Linked DNA regions of Mus musculus: all the other regions are linked to region 1. A link is a contact called in public HiChIP or PLAC-seq and promoter capture Hi-C data. All regions are on one chromosome and are shown on one strand. The core of a region is the stretch at or near the end of the contact, and the rest is flanking DNA. Distances in the headings are between cores, read along the strand shown.

The links. Promoter capture Hi-C pulls out the DNA fragments that hold promoters and counts their contacts. HiChIP or PLAC-seq counts read pairs in DNA pulled down with a chosen protein or histone mark.
Region 2: a promoter capture Hi-C map of neural stem cells shows a contact between it and region 1. The contact joins the promoter of Larp6 here to the promoter of Rplp1 in region 1. A contact is called at or near these places in 6 of 39 promoter capture datasets (embryonic stem cells, hippocampal neurons, liver and 2 more), 4 of 15 datasets of contacts at CTCF or cohesin (embryonic stem cells, large pre-B cells, pro-B cells and 1 more), 4 of 484 Hi-C or Micro-C datasets (B cells, cortical neurons, embryonic stem cells and 1 more), 6 of 115 datasets of contacts at active chromatin or transcription factors (astrocytes, embryonic forebrain, forebrain and 3 more) and 3 of 9 other capture datasets (adipose tissue, embryonic stem cells and liver).
Region 3: an H3K4me3 HiChIP or PLAC-seq map of embryonic forebrain shows a contact between it and region 1, with 14 times the contacts expected there. The contact joins the enhancer-like site here to the promoter of Rplp1 in region 1. A contact is called at or near these places in 10 of 39 promoter capture datasets (cranial neural crest, embryonic stem cells, frontonasal cranial neural crest and 6 more), 1 of 15 datasets of contacts at CTCF or cohesin (large pre-B cells), 5 of 484 Hi-C or Micro-C datasets (the Patski cell line, bone marrow-derived macrophages, cerebral cortex and 1 more), 12 of 115 datasets of contacts at active chromatin or transcription factors (T-cell acute lymphoblastic leukemia, acute myeloid leukemia, craniofacial prominence and 8 more) and 4 of 9 other capture datasets (adipose tissue, embryonic stem cells, macrophages and 1 more).
Region 4: a contact with region 1 is called in a promoter capture Hi-C map of erythroid cells, with 22 times the contacts expected there. The contact joins the promoter of Iqch here to the promoter of Rplp1 in region 1. A contact is called at or near these places in 1 of 39 promoter capture datasets (erythroid cells) and 1 of 115 datasets of contacts at active chromatin or transcription factors (microglia).
Region 5: an H3K4me3 HiChIP or PLAC-seq map of pro-B cells shows a contact between it and region 1, with 7 times the contacts expected there. The contact joins the promoter of Uaca here to the promoter of Rplp1 in region 1. A contact is called at or near these places in 8 of 39 promoter capture datasets (the SN4741 cell line, cranial neural crest, hippocampal neurons and 4 more), 11 of 115 datasets of contacts at active chromatin or transcription factors (the NIH/3T3 cell line, acute myeloid leukemia, embryonic hindbrain and 6 more) and 2 of 9 other capture datasets (embryonic stem cells and macrophages).

The regions. Positions count from the first base shown.
Region 1 is chr9:61,913,133-61,915,832 of GRCm38.p6, reverse strand. It overlaps Rplp1 (ribosomal protein, large, P1), which reads left to right and starts at 1,323. Exons shown (of 3, transcript NM_018853.3): 1 at 1,323-1,476; 2 at 1,871-1,945; 3 at 2,312-2,550. The coding sequence starts at 1,405. The coding sequence ends at 2,509.
Region 2 is chr9:60,711,803-60,714,502 of GRCm38.p6, reverse strand. It overlaps Larp6 (La ribonucleoprotein domain family, member 6), which reads right to left and starts at 1,382. Exons shown (of 3, transcript NM_026235.4): 1 at 1,098-1,382. The coding sequence starts at 1,297.
Region 3 is chr9:60,875,392-60,878,091 of GRCm38.p6, reverse strand. It overlaps Uaca (uveal autoantigen with coiled-coil domains and ankyrin repeats), which reads right to left. Exons shown (of 19, transcript NM_028283.3): 18 at 1,665-1,730. Among named protein-coding and RNA genes, the nearest start is that of Gm33643, 8.3 kb to the right of the region's middle. Within about 2 kb of position 1,346, at least 8 of the 459 cell types and tissues checked have an H3K27ac peak or open chromatin away from gene starts, as enhancers often do. A contact at or near this core is called in embryonic forebrain, where this site is marked.
Region 4 is chr9:63,601,157-63,603,856 of GRCm38.p6, reverse strand. It overlaps Iqch (IQ motif containing H), which reads left to right and starts at 1,364. Exons shown (of 22, transcript NM_001311098.1): 1 at 1,364-1,490. The coding sequence starts at 1,440. Aagab (alpha- and gamma-adaptin binding protein) reads right to left here and starts at 1,211. Exons shown (of 10, transcript NM_025857.3): 1 at 1,086-1,211. The coding sequence starts at 1,158.
Region 5 is chr9:60,793,075-60,795,774 of GRCm38.p6, reverse strand. It overlaps Uaca (uveal autoantigen with coiled-coil domains and ankyrin repeats), which reads right to left and starts at 1,333. Exons shown (of 19, transcript NM_028283.3): 1 at 1,083-1,333. The coding sequence starts at 1,166.

The sequences.
Region 1 (2,700 bases), core at 74-2,573:
CCCTGGAGTTAATCCCTAGCCCAGCATGACCTGGATACTTAAAATCAATCCCAGGCAGGGGAGGAAGATCCAACATTCCAGGTAATCTTCAACCACATAGCAAGTTCAAGGCCAGCTGAGGTACATGACACCCTGTCAGGGTGTGTGTGTGTGTGTGTGTTTAGACTGAAGGCCATGTCAAATTCCACTGAGATCATGAACAGAATTTTGATTGGAACTATATTACTTGGAGAAAATTCTCCGTTTTAGGCTCTTATCTGTGAAAACTATATTGCTCTACTTAGGTTCCTTTTGCTGTTTCATAGCTTCTTTGTGGTCCTGAGATTAGAATTTTATTAACTTTAAAGAAACCACTTAATCTAGTATGCACTACATTCTAGTTGCAAGTTTCTAGCACCAAGGTCACCTCTACACAAGCTGACCACACACGAGCTGTACCCTAACCTGAGGGGTGTTTTTATTTAATTGTGTATATGAGCACTTGGGGTTTCTATTGCTGTGACAAAGTACCATGCACTAAAAGAGAGGCAAAGGAAAACGTTTGTTTATTGATACTTGCTTTTGATGTCTGCGCATCAAAGTTACTCTCCTGGTTTTCTAGGGGTTCTATATAATTAGTTGCCGAATTTTATCACGTGGTCTCCTACTTCTGTGGGTTTTTTCCTCACCATACCTCGCGTGACACTTTAAAGAGTGTTTACTTTTATGTGTACTTGAGCGTGTCTGCTGACCTCTGTCAGGATCAGAGCCCCTGTTACTGGATTTCCTGGCACTTTTCGGGGTGCGGGAGCCAAACCTGAGAGCTGCAAGATGGCTTAACTTCCGCCCCTCTGTGCTTTTTCAATGTAATGAATTAAACATTAACCACGATATATTGCATTTGATATGCAACTCCGGGTCCCGGGTGGTATTTATCAACCTCATCACAGACACAGTTACTACGGCGCGCACGCCCGGGGTGAGGGTGGGTTGGGAAGTCCACCACGTGATCCGCAAGGCTTGAGGCGGAGAGCGACTTTTCAGTGTACCCAAGCCGTGGGAACGCGCCTGTCAGTTTAAGCAGTACGTCTCCCCCGATAGCTCTCTCCCTTTAGCCTGTTAATCTCTACTGTTGAGCACTTGTAATATTCGCAAGCCCCAAAGGCCAATCGCACCGGAAGTCGAACGCGCAAATCCGGAACTGCGTTCTGCAGACGCGCCTCCTCTCGGTTTTGGCCCTGCCCCTTCCGTCTCGAGTCGGGCATCGATTGGTCGGCGCGGTCCCATAAGAAGCTGCGCGCAGGCGTATATGATCTTTTCCTCAGCTGCCGCCAAGGTGCTCGGTCCTTCCGAGGAAGCTAAGGCCGCGTTGGGGTGAGGCCCTCACTTCATCCGGCGACTAGCACCGTGCCGGCAGTCTACAGCATGGCTTCCGTCTCCGAGCTCGCTTGCATCTACTCCGCCCTCATCCTGCACGACGACGAGGTGACGGTCACGGTAAGTGCGGGATAACCCCGGGCCGGCCACGTGTTTGTGCGGCGGACACCCGGCTCCGCCCGGACTTCGCATTCTCAGGCATTCGGTGACTTGGAGGCCTGTGAGGCGTATGCGCTCTGTCCTCCCCGCGCGGCCCAACCCGAGACAGGTGAATGGCGGTCCCGAGCGCGCATGTTAGGCCTACTGTTTAGAGTGGGCTGTTTTTATCTAAGTTTTAGGCCTCGAACTCAGGTCGTCAGGCCTGCGGGACAATCCCACAGCCCGCTGAGCCTTCAAACCTGGCCTTGTCTTTTTTAAGGTTGACTTTAGCCCAAGTACGAAACTTAACTCTGTATAAGTGACTGAGTTTTAGCCGCATTCTGATCGTTCTGACGGGTTGGCGTTTGTGTTCCAGGAGGATAAGATCAATGCCCTCATTAAAGCAGCTGGTGTCAGCGTCGAACCTTTCTGGCCTGGCTTGTTTGCCAAGGTAAGTTTTGGGGTTACACTTGGTAATGTACGATTTCCACCACCAGCCTTGATTTTTGTATCTTAGTTTGTACTTATTGATGTGGCTTTTATGTCAGGCCTTCACGGTCCATGGCTTGAGAATGAGTTTTGTTGCCTCTTAAGTTTGGGCATTTGAAGCAGTGAGATTCATGCAAAGTGGATAGCTACATTCTATTTATACAAACAGCTTTATTTCTGGCAAGTGGGGTCAATCAACTGGTGGCAGTTGTATATTGATTCCCTGTAGTCCTGAACATTGCTTTGGTCTCATGGGTGAAAAGAGCTTAATTGAATCATTAAATCTTGCAGCACAAAACTAAAAGCCTTTTCTATGTCTCTGTTGTAGGCTCTGGCCAATGTCAACATTGGGAGCCTCATCTGCAATGTAGGGGCTGGTGGGCCCGCTCCAGCAGCTGGAGCTGCGCCTGCTGGTGGTGCTGCTCCATCCACTGCCGCCGCCCCAGCTGAGGAGAAGAAAGTGGAGGCAAAGAAGGAAGAGTCCGAGGAGTCTGAAGATGACATGGGCTTCGGTCTTTTTGACTAAACTGCTTTTGTTAAGTTGGCTAATAAAGAGCTGAACCTGTAGGTGGACTGGTCTCACTTGTAAGCCACAAAGCTCTTGGAGTTTCAGAGATGGTAGCAGGTCCCAAAAAAATGTCAGGGAAGGAGGGTCTTGACCAAAGCCACCATGAGTTATATAAATAAGACCTGGGTCAAAAGAACTAGACGATCTGG
Region 2 (2,700 bases), core at 133-2,632, 1.2 Mb after region 1:
CTCTGAGACTGGCCTTTTGTCCTACAACAGCTGCCTCTGCTGATCTGGCCTGAAATGGCATGTTCTTGACCCTTTTAACCAAGGTCCGGTCTCCTTTAACTAGGGATGGGGCAGCCCCTTGGCTGTGGCCCAGTATGCTCCCGTACTGGAATTGAGCTTCCAGCGATAGAGAGGCACTTCTATCATTCCTGTTCACAGCCTCTCAGAGGAGCACTCTTACCAAAGGACTCTTAGCAGCCCCTAGAATCTGCTAGTGCCATTGCTGTATCTCTTTTTTCTCATCAGTTCCATATGGGATTGCTTTTTAACAGCAATAAGAAATCTGTGGTTGTGAAGGGCCTAGACATTAGTGATGCGTGTCTGGCTGAGAAGAAAGCTCATTGCCCAGGGGCAAGGTCAGACTGGTGCTATACCCACTATAAGTCACTCATCATTGAGCAGTGAAGGAGCCAGCCCCAGGTACAGAAGGTAGGCAAGCAGGCAGGCAGAAACAGGAACCCCCAGGCAGAGGGAGGGGAAGCAGCAAGGCCCTAGGCCATCTCAACTGAGGATAGGAGAGCTCTCTCCACTAGGAAACGATCCTTTCCTGAATGCCCCCATCTGCATGTGTCAACTGTGCCTGGCCTGTGACACCTAGAAGCCAAGTGAAGCCACTGGAATGATGAGCAGAGCAGGTGATGATGGTGATGAAGGCTCCTTAGGATCCCTGGCATCCGGAGGAGGAGGCCCAGCCTCATGGGGGAACTCCAGGCTAGGTCAAGTGTCTGGTGGGGTGCATCCACCGAGGGGGGCGTCTCCTTCAGAAGTAGGGATGGCATGGAGAAAATGGCTCATGCTAATCTCCCTTTTTGGATCCCAGAGCAACCCTCTGCCCCAAATCCAGGTCCCTCAGATCCCCACCCCCATCCTTGGAAGCCTTGTCAATCAAGAATCAAAACCTGCTGAGGGCTGGGACACACAGATTGTTCCCCAAAGCGGGTTCTGACTCAGTCTGCAGCCTCCGTGTCGGGGGGGTTGAGTCAACCCCTGTGCCCTGGTGAGTTGTCGCGCACAGGAGCCCCGGGTACCCCTCGCCAGGCCCGAGCCACCGAGCCTACCTGTGCCCGCGGCTCGGCTCCTCCTCGCTGGCGCTGCCCCAGCCGGGACTGAGGTACCGGGCTGGGTCCCCCGCTGCCCGCGCCGAGGTCCCCTCGTCCTCCTCCTCCAGATCCTCCAGATCCTCAGCCTCCTGGATGGCGACACGGATCTGCACCGTGGTCTCGGGCCCAGGCAGAGTCTGTTCGCCGAGCTGGGCCATGGTTGGCAGGGTCTCCGTGTCGCGAGGCCAGGCCAGCCGGCAGCCCTCGATAGCGACGATCGCGCGTGGGCGGCGCGCGCGCGGCAGAGACTCGGCCCCGGGGAGGGACGGGGGTCGCGATCCGCCCCACGCCGCACGGCGGGCACCGCCCTGAGCACTCGCTCAGGGACTACTCCCCCGCGCTCCACAGGCCTGTCCCGGGGTAAAACCCAGACCAGGTCCCTCCCTGCGTCCCTGTCTGGTGGCGCCCCAGCCCCACAGCTCCCTCCTCCCCACCCGGCGCAGAGACGCAGCTCTGCTGGCTTCTGGCTTTGGGCTGGACTAGCGGAGACAGGCACAAGTCAACAGCTCCCAGGCTTGTCTCCCTGACAAACCCGCCAAGGTGAGAGAAAGCACAAGCTCTACCGTTAGCTCCTCTGGCATAGAAGCTTATAAGGTTAGGGTGAGTCTTAGCAGGTCAAGAGCTTGGCTCCTCCGTGTCCTGTCTCCTAAACAACACCAAATATACCTGGCACCTGTTCTAACAGCAAATTGTCAGGCCCCGCACAAACCGCCTGAATCAGGAGCTGCATCTTAAAGGAGCCCTCAATGATGTTAGAGCATTCTAAGTTTCAAACTGAATTGAGGTAGTGTTGAGACAGCACTTAAGTATTTATTGGGTGAATGAAGTGACTATTTAAATGCCAGGATGCTCTAAAGCCCAGCTACACTTCCACACTTAGCTTTAAGATGAGTTCCAGCTCTGCTGCCTTAATGTCCAGAAACAGGGACATGATAAGACTTGAATTTGCATCCACGAAGCTCTTCATCGAAGGTCTTCGACATAATATTTCACATTAGCCACATCAGAGGACCAAAGAACAGATCACGTGTGTTTGCTTTGCTGTAGGACCCCAAGGTAGGGGACACTCAGGAAACCTGGTCTTTGGGAAAATAGCGTCTGGGTAAAAGGACACCACTCACAGTGCCCTGTGAGTATCTGGGCTGGGGCCAGGAGAGACTTAATAACCCAGAAAGGAAGCCCCTCCCCCTTCAAGACCAGTAATGGAGGCCAGAGTCTCAGGCACACTGGGCAATTACTTTGTCTTTTTGGGCTATGTCCTCAATCCCATGGCCCCTCTTTTGCAGGTTTGAGTAGATCTATTTTATCTATTTTTATCATTTTGTATTATATTATACATAATAAATTAATATGCCTAATAATTAGACATAATATGTGTGTGTAATTTATTTATTAAGATAGAGTCTCATGGTGGCGCACGCCTTTAATCCCAGCACTCTGGGAGGCAGAGGCAGGTGGATTTCTGAGTTCGAGGTCAGCCTGGTCTACAAAGTGAGTTCCAGGACAGCAAGGACTATACAGAGAAACCCTGTCTCGACCTACCCCCCCCCCCAAAAAAAAA
Region 3 (2,700 bases), core at 97-2,596, 1.0 Mb after region 1:
CTGTGTCTGTGTGTGTATGTGTGTGTGTATGCATGTGTCTGTGTGTGTGTATTTGTGTGTGTGTGTGCGTGTGTATGCGTGTGTCTGTGTGTGTGTATTTGTGTGTGTGTGTGTGTGTGTCTGTGTCTGTGTGTGTATGTGTGTGTGTATGCATGTGTCTGTGTGTATTTGTGTGTGTGTGTGTGTGCGTGTGTATTCGTGCGCGTGTGTGTGTGCATGTGTGTATGTGTGTGTATGCGTGCGCGCGCGCGTGTGTGTGTGTGTGTGTGTGTGTGTGTGTGTGTGTGCACACAGACAGTATCAGTGTGTGTGTGTGTGCGCGCACAGACAGTATCAGGTGTCCTGCTTTACCACTCTTTGCACTATTTCCTGAGATATCATCTCTCACTGAACCTCACTCTGGGTTGGTGGTAAGCCTCAGTAATCCTCTTGTCTCTACCACTCTGGGAGCTCGGCTCACGGGCACTCAGGTAGCCATGCCTGTCTCTTTCCATGGGTTCCAGGATCAGAACCCAGGCCCCCATGTTTGGCCAGCAAGTGCGTTTACCCACTGAGCCATCTCTGCAGCCTGACCTGTGCTGTTCTATCCTCTCACAAACGTCCTGTTCTGTTGCCCATTGACAGCTCTAGTAAGTGAAATTATCTTTCAGAGCTCAGCTAATGTCCTACCCGCTCAGAGGGCAGCAGGGAGCACCCTTCATGCCGTCTCTCTTTTTAGAGCCCTCTCCAACCCTACAGGAAAAGTAGACTACTGATTTTAAGAATCAGACGTCAGAAAGTACATTTACTATTTAATTGAGTTCTCTTTTTAAAAAATCACGTTTCTTTGAAATTTGCTGTCTTCCCTCCTTGCTTCTGTTTGTTTTTAACAGAACAGTGTGGCTAACACATCTCAAATCCAAATAACTTCTAGTATCCCTCACTCGTGATTCCAACATTGTCTCTTTCAGTACGTCTTCCCGCACAATCTATTCTGAGAATGCGGGAGACTATTTGCTCAGCCGCCACGGAGCAGAAACAACCCATCTTTCACACCCTAAACATTTCCTTAGCATATTTCTTTTACAGGCCTTCTCAGGACAACACAAAAGAAGAGAATTTACAGTCCTCTGCTTCACTGAGTTTAAGGCTCCCTGAGTAAATAAGCAATTATAACTGACCAATTTTCCCTTAAATTCTTACAATTTTGTGCATACCCCCTTTGTCCTATTCCGATTTTTCAAGTGTTTGCTACTTCAAAGAACCCACCCCCCCAAAAGCTACCAGGAAACATATGCAGCCCCCTCTACTCACTCTCTCTCTCTCCCCCTACGCTCCACCTCCCCCCGCTGACAGCCACGTGTGATGTCAAGGCATTATCCCAGCTAGCGACACTGTTAACGTGAGCTGCCATCGTGTGTTGCCAAACTGTCTAGCGGATGAGTGGCAAGCAGATGGAGACAACACTAAATTTAAGATGTTGTGTTGCTGTGTAGCTTTGTAAATTGTTCTGGGAGATATGCAAGCCATGATTAAAAGAAACACAATTATTTTTAAATAAGCATATGGGCTAGAGCAACTTCAAATGTCAATTACATGCATGTAAGTTTATTCAAAAAAATAAAAACAGTATTTTATTTTTCCCTAAAATGAATAGTCTTTTCCAAAGACATAGCTGTTCCTACCTGTGCGGCACTGAGGAGGTGTGTCCGGTAGATAGCGATAACTTCTTGGTGCTGTCTGTCAGCATCCTATAGCCGTGGGAAAGTAGACAGAGGAGAATGTTAGCACGCATGGGTGCAAGACCAGGAGACTTGCAGAAATGAGTGTGAGACCTCCTGCTGCAGATTGGCAGGTTATTAAAGGGCTCCTGCCACCCTTAGAACAGAAGCGTGGACGCTGAATTACGCATGATGGAGCCGCTGTAAGGTTTTCCCTAATACATATTCATGTTGCCAGGAAAGCTACACCACTTACCCCAAGTCACAGAGGATCACTCTGTGTGTGTGTGTGTGTGTGTGTGTGTGTCTGTGTGTGTGTGTGTGTGTGTGTGTGTGTGTGTCTGTGTGTCTGTGTGTGTCTGTGTCTATGTGTCTGTGTGTCCGTGTCTGTGTGTGCGTGTCTGTGTCTGTGTGTGTGTGTGTCTGTGTGTGTGTGTCTGTGTGTGTCTGTGTCTATGTGTCTGTGTGTCTGTGTCTGTGTGTGTGTGTCTGTGTGTGTGTGTCTGTGTGTGTGTGTGTCTGTGTGTGTCTGTGTGTATGTGTCTGTGTGTCTGTGTGTGTCTGTGTCTGTGTGTCTGTGTGTGTCTGTGTCTATGTAGAGCCCGCAGAGGCCAAAGGCATCAGATTCCATGGAATGATATTATGGGTTGTTGTGTGCTGCCCAATGTGGGCTCTAGGAACTGAACTTGAGTTCTCTGCAAGAGCAGTATATACTTCTAATTGCTGATCCATCTCTCAAGTTCAGGTCAATAAAAAAGCTTTTGCTGTTGTTGCTATTATTAATGATCACGAATACTGCTTTCATGTGGGAGGACAGGAATGGGAATGTGGATGCATATGGACACACACAGAGACTTTAAAAAACATAAATATTTCTTAAAAACACATGGCTTCTGCTATTTGGACTCTGAAGAGCAAGCTGATCAGCGTGGATTCTCTCTCATACGTAAGGAGGCATCCCCCTGGGAGTCTTTGAGCCAGCACTGCAAAAGGGAAGAGG
Region 4 (2,700 bases), core at 115-2,614, 1.7 Mb before region 1:
AAACAAAAACAAAACCCTGAATTTTATAGCCCTTAGGGTCCAGAAGCAAAAGCACTGGGTGCAGTAACACCTCAAACTCATTTTTTTCCGGGGAACTTTCACCTCAGAAAGAACTCAAGAAATGTAACTGCAAGTGAGGGGGCACCCAACAAATATCATGTACACACAAGTATGCATGTATGTACATTACACACACACACACAATCAAGGGGAGGGAATCAAGAACGCCCACAGCTCTCATCTCTAAGGGAGTAAGCGTTTATTCTGGAGCCAAATATGAGGGATCATGAAAAGGGAACAGGAATCAGGGGTGCCTCAAGTCAAATGTTCCAACGTGGCAATAACAATTCCATGGTGTTCTTATAGGAACAACAAAGCTACATATCAGGATGTTCTAAAAATACATTGAGGGGAACAACAGGTTGGTGGATTACAGCACATCGTGGAAGCCCTTGCTGTAGGCCTCAGACACCAACTGATAAAATTCTTAGCCTTTGGGTTGATGGAAGCTAGGGGGTCTGTTTGCTTATTCCCAAAAGGACTTTACCTGATAGTCAGAGGATATTAGGTCAGACACAGAAGTGGGCAACAAATGGCTAAGAAGGAGACTAGAGACAGTCCACGAGAATCTGGCTACAGTTATTAAAATTCCAGCTCTCCACAATCACAGGAGTTCTGGTCAGTCCATCATCCTGGCAGAACACTAACGCGCGTGCATTTTTTGTTTGTTTGTTTTTTTGTTTTTTTGCTGAGCACTTCAGTTCACAAGAGGAACCACTACCCCAGCAGCAGGGGCATAACCCCCAAACACAACACCGCAACTCCAGCGCCTTACATTCGTCTAAGAGCACAATTTCCGGGGTCTTGAATATCATCTTAGGGGGTGCTTGCCACCACCCCTGAGGCGGGAGGTCAGAAACCGGCCTCACTTTACACAGGCAGAAGGTTAAGCGCCTGGCGCCGAGACCTGCGGAGGAGCCGGAGCCTAGGGCCCAGCTCGGGCAGAGCCCGGGAGAGGTCGCCGGCCCTGCGCCCATGGCTCTGAACTGGGCCTTGCAGCCCGGCTCAGACGTCGGGTTACTCACGTTGCACCAGCCGGTCCCCGGTGAAGGTGGCGGAGCAGCTGGTAACCAGCGCGCAGGGTACACCGGCAGCCATCGCTGCGGCAGAGCGGGTTCCGCGCCGGCGCTGCTTCCGCCTTGGGCCGTACCACTGCAGCGGGCACGCGGGGGAGATGATCCGGGCACGCGCGCTGGGCGGGGCCGCGCGCTGGGCAGCCGAGGCTCCGGCTGGCCCTCACACCCCCCTTCCCCGCTCCTCCAGTGGAGCGCGCCGGTCGCGCGCGCCGCGTTGCTATGGTGACGGGTGCCCGCACCATCTAGGAGCGCTCCGCAGGAGGCCATACCTCCGGAGCCTAGTGTCTTCTGCCCTCCTTAGTCATGGCGCAGGCCCAGGAGGACAGCGACCCCATTGGATCCATCCTAATCCAGGTGGGAAACAGGCCGGGCTGGCGGCCGCACAGACCTCCCCTCGAACCCCGAAACCTGTGATCCCAAGCACCACCATTTATTCTCTCGGCCCTATAGCAGGAAACGCCTACACTTTAGGGCATCATGCTCTGGGGGTTGAACACAGGACATGCTAGCGCCAAGCAAGTGCTTTACCGCTAGGCTGCATCACCTGTCTTCCTTATACTTCGGGCCCAGATGGTCATTGACTGTCTTGGAGCACCCTCTACAATCCAGGCAGGCCTGGAACTTGTGATCCTCCTGCCTCAGCCTCCTGAGTAACTGGGATTATCAATCTGTACTAGCAGGCTGGGGTGCTCAAGGCACCATTTAAAAATAAATTATGAAATGTTTAAAGTCCATCCATGGCTTGGGGATGTGAAGGAGAAACAGATTCATCATTAGGAGGTGGTGAGAAGTTCGAAGAGAACGTGAGCTATGGGACCCGTGCTTCTTAACCTACAATAGTCACTGCTTGCTTGGGAACACACACCCAAGCTTTTTTTAAAATTTTTTTTTCTTCGAGACAGAGTTTCTCTGTGTAGCCCTGGCTGTCCTGGAACTCACTCTGTAGACCAGGCTGGCCTCCAACTCAGAAATCTGCCTGCCTTTACCTCCCAAGTGCTGGGATTAAAGGTGTGCGTTACCAAACATATTTTTAAGATCACCTGGATTACAAAACAACATAAAAAATGAAAACTTGGAGAAATATCTTATTTATAATCTAGGGAGAAAGCTCTCAAAGACTTGACTTCTCCAGTGTAATTCAGTTTGTGACAGTTGAACAATTTTTCTGAAACAGCTAGGTTGGTTTGGTTTTTTTTTTTTTTTTTTTGCTTTGTTTTGTTTTGTTTTTTTCCGTGTTTAGGTATGGGTCCCTTTAAGATGGTCTCACTTTAAGAAGTTCTGTAAGACCCCCGATGCTGGGCCTCTGCTCAAGTCCCGGGATGAGCTGGCCAACACCCCAACATCTCGAGAGAAAACCACACCTGATGCAAACTGCAAGAGGTTTTATTATCAGCTAGCTGAGGACGAAGTCCCTCCACAGTGCAGGGCAGGGGAGTTCGACCCGAGTGGTGACAGTAGGGGGCTTTTAACAGCTAGCTGAGGAATTGGGAGAGGTGTTGGGAAGAGTTGGGAGGAGAGCTGGGAAGAGTTCTTCTCTTCTGGGTGTCCTTGGTGAAATTTACAA
Region 5 (2,700 bases), core at 84-2,583, 1.1 Mb after region 1:
TTTGTCGAGACAGGGTTTCTCTGTATAGCCCTGGCTGTCCTGGAACTCACTCTGTAGACCAGGCTGGACTCGAACTCAGAAATCCGCCTGCCTCTGCCTCCCCAGTGCTGGGATTAAAGGCGTGCGCCACTACGCCCGGCTCTACTTATTTTTTTTAAGTCTAGTTTCGCCAGTTTCCTTGAAGGCCAACTAAACTACTACTAAAGGTAATCCTTCAGAAAGACACCGATCTGAATAAATTCAAAACCAGGCACAAATGAATTTGTATTCTCATAGAAAGCATATAACCCCTAACTAAAATCTGTATAAAATTATAAAAGTCCATTTTAATTACGAACATCGGGCAATTTGCACATTCCATTTCCTCTGTGTTTGACTCTGCAAGACTTTTAAAATAGAACTTCCTTAATAGCAGAATTTTGATGAGACGGCCATTCTAACCTGCCAAATTATCCAAGTTCCAACATCTGCAGTCAGGATGTTTCCCAAGATTTCTGCTCTCTCTGCCAACTTACAGAGAAGCCTCACAACTCCGCTTCTCTCCCGCCGCACACCGAGGCCAGGCTTCAGCTCGGCACCCACGTTACGCACCCACCTGCCCCACCTGGGATTTACTCTGCCAACAGGACAATCACCTTCCCGACTTCGCCATCTCCAGGGTCAAACACAAGCGGGGCTTTGTCTGCATTCGAGAGATCCCTATTCTCGCCCAGCCTGGCTGAGAACCAGACTTCCCCTGTGACAGCCTCAGCGGAGGACACATAACTTCTCTCTCTCAACTCAGGCACGGCTGAAAGCCGCGGAGCCTGGTGGGTCCGGAGTCCGCACCGGCTGCACCGGGTGGAAGACAGGAGCCACCTGGCCCCGGTATCGCGGGCGCCGAGCGCGATGGGACAAGCGAAGAGCAGGATGGCACCACGGGAAGACAGAGAGGGGGTCCCCCCGAGGAAACAAGTGGGAATAGGGTACTCCGCAAAGGTCAAAGTGAGAAGGGGACGTAGGACTTCTCCGCGAATCTCAGATCTGCCGTGAGGGACGCAACAGAGAGGGTCCCCGAGGTCCCCGCCTCAGGAGCTGCTCACCGTGCTGGCCACCGCGGTGGGCGATGAGGGTGACGTGGGGCCGGGCGCGTCCTGCTTCCACAGTCGGGACTTGAGGCTCTTCATGGCCACGGCTCTCAAGGGTCCGGGTTCCCACCAGATTGCGGGCTGCGAGGGCAAGAGCCGGAGCTGCTGACGCCCCGGAGCGCGCGGGGCCCGCCCCACCTGCCACCTGGGGCCCCGGGGGCCTCGCTCAACCGGGTCCCTCCGGCAGCCAATCGGGCCCGTCTCCTGGCTGGGGTGGGGTCGGTTCTGACCAATCGGAAACCGGGAAGGGGGCGGGACTTCCCTTTTAAACTTCGTAACACTCTTCCTCTCCCCTCTGGAGGAAAAGTTGGGGAACTTCAGCTATGCAGCGTGTAGAGTTGTGCTACTCAGTGAGCGGAGGCACAGCGCCGGCTTCTGGCCTGTGGTTCCTGCACACTTGGGTGGTCTAAGGTTAGAGAAATCCAGCCTAGACCGGTTCTTATCTCCCCAGGCTCCCCTCTTCTTCCCATTCGCGAGCCCATTATAGGCTAAACATATCTTCCTCCTATCGGGTCCCGGCTTACCTACCTACAAACCAGCTTGCAGGGGCAACTTCCCATCCAGGATCTTCATGAGAACACACGACTCCAGGACCACAAGTCTAACCGCCACACACATGGGGATCTCTGAGGCCAACAACAAGCCTGTAAGAAAAGGGAGCTGCTTTTTCAGATGGACAGTTAACAGACTAGGGGTCAGTTTCCGCAGTGCTGCTGGAGAGATAGCTTAGCAGTTATGGTCACTGGCTGTTCTTGTGGAGGACGGAGATTCGAGTCTCAGGACCTACGTGGCAGCTCCCAAATGTCTTTATCCTCAGTCCCAGGAGAGGTGATGCTCTCTTCTGGCCTCCGTGGTTAAGTGTTAGTGCACTGCTGTGGAGGAAAAGATGGAACAGAGTATCGTCAATAAAACTTCACTTGTAGCCAAAAGTGAGAAAAGAAATTGACCAAAAGGGACTGGAAGAAGTTGAAGATAAATATAACTGAAATATATTGTATATGAAATTCTCAAAAAATGTAAAATATTATGTTTTTAAAGTGCTTTGTTCTTTTTGTAGACACAACAGGCATAAGTACACAAGGCATTAGCTCATCTGACTCAGAAGTCTGAACCAAGAAAAACTATTTAAGGCTGGGATAAGAACACTGTCTGTCAAACAACAACTACTAATGTCATGTCAACAGGAGGCTTCAAAAATCTTCCTTGGAGTGAGATTTTCCCCGGCAAAATGTTAATTCTCACACACATGGAAAGACAAACAGCCTGAACTCCTCACAAAGGCTCTTTTTGTCTCTAAGGGCAGTTCTTTCTAAAGCTTTCCCTTAGAGTGGCTCTAGTCTTTATTGTAAAAGTGAGGAAGTCTTCAGAACTCTCCTGAAGATACAGTGTTCAGAGACCATTGATCCTCAGCAGAAAGTCAGTAACAGAGAGAGAGAGACAGACAGACAGAGAGAGAGAGAGAGAGAGAGAGAGAGAGAGAGAGAGAATGGGAAAATGGCTAAAGTTTCTCTTGGTTAAACTTAAGGAATCTTGCGCCCCCGCCCCCCCCCCCCCGGAAGATCCACAGCTGGTC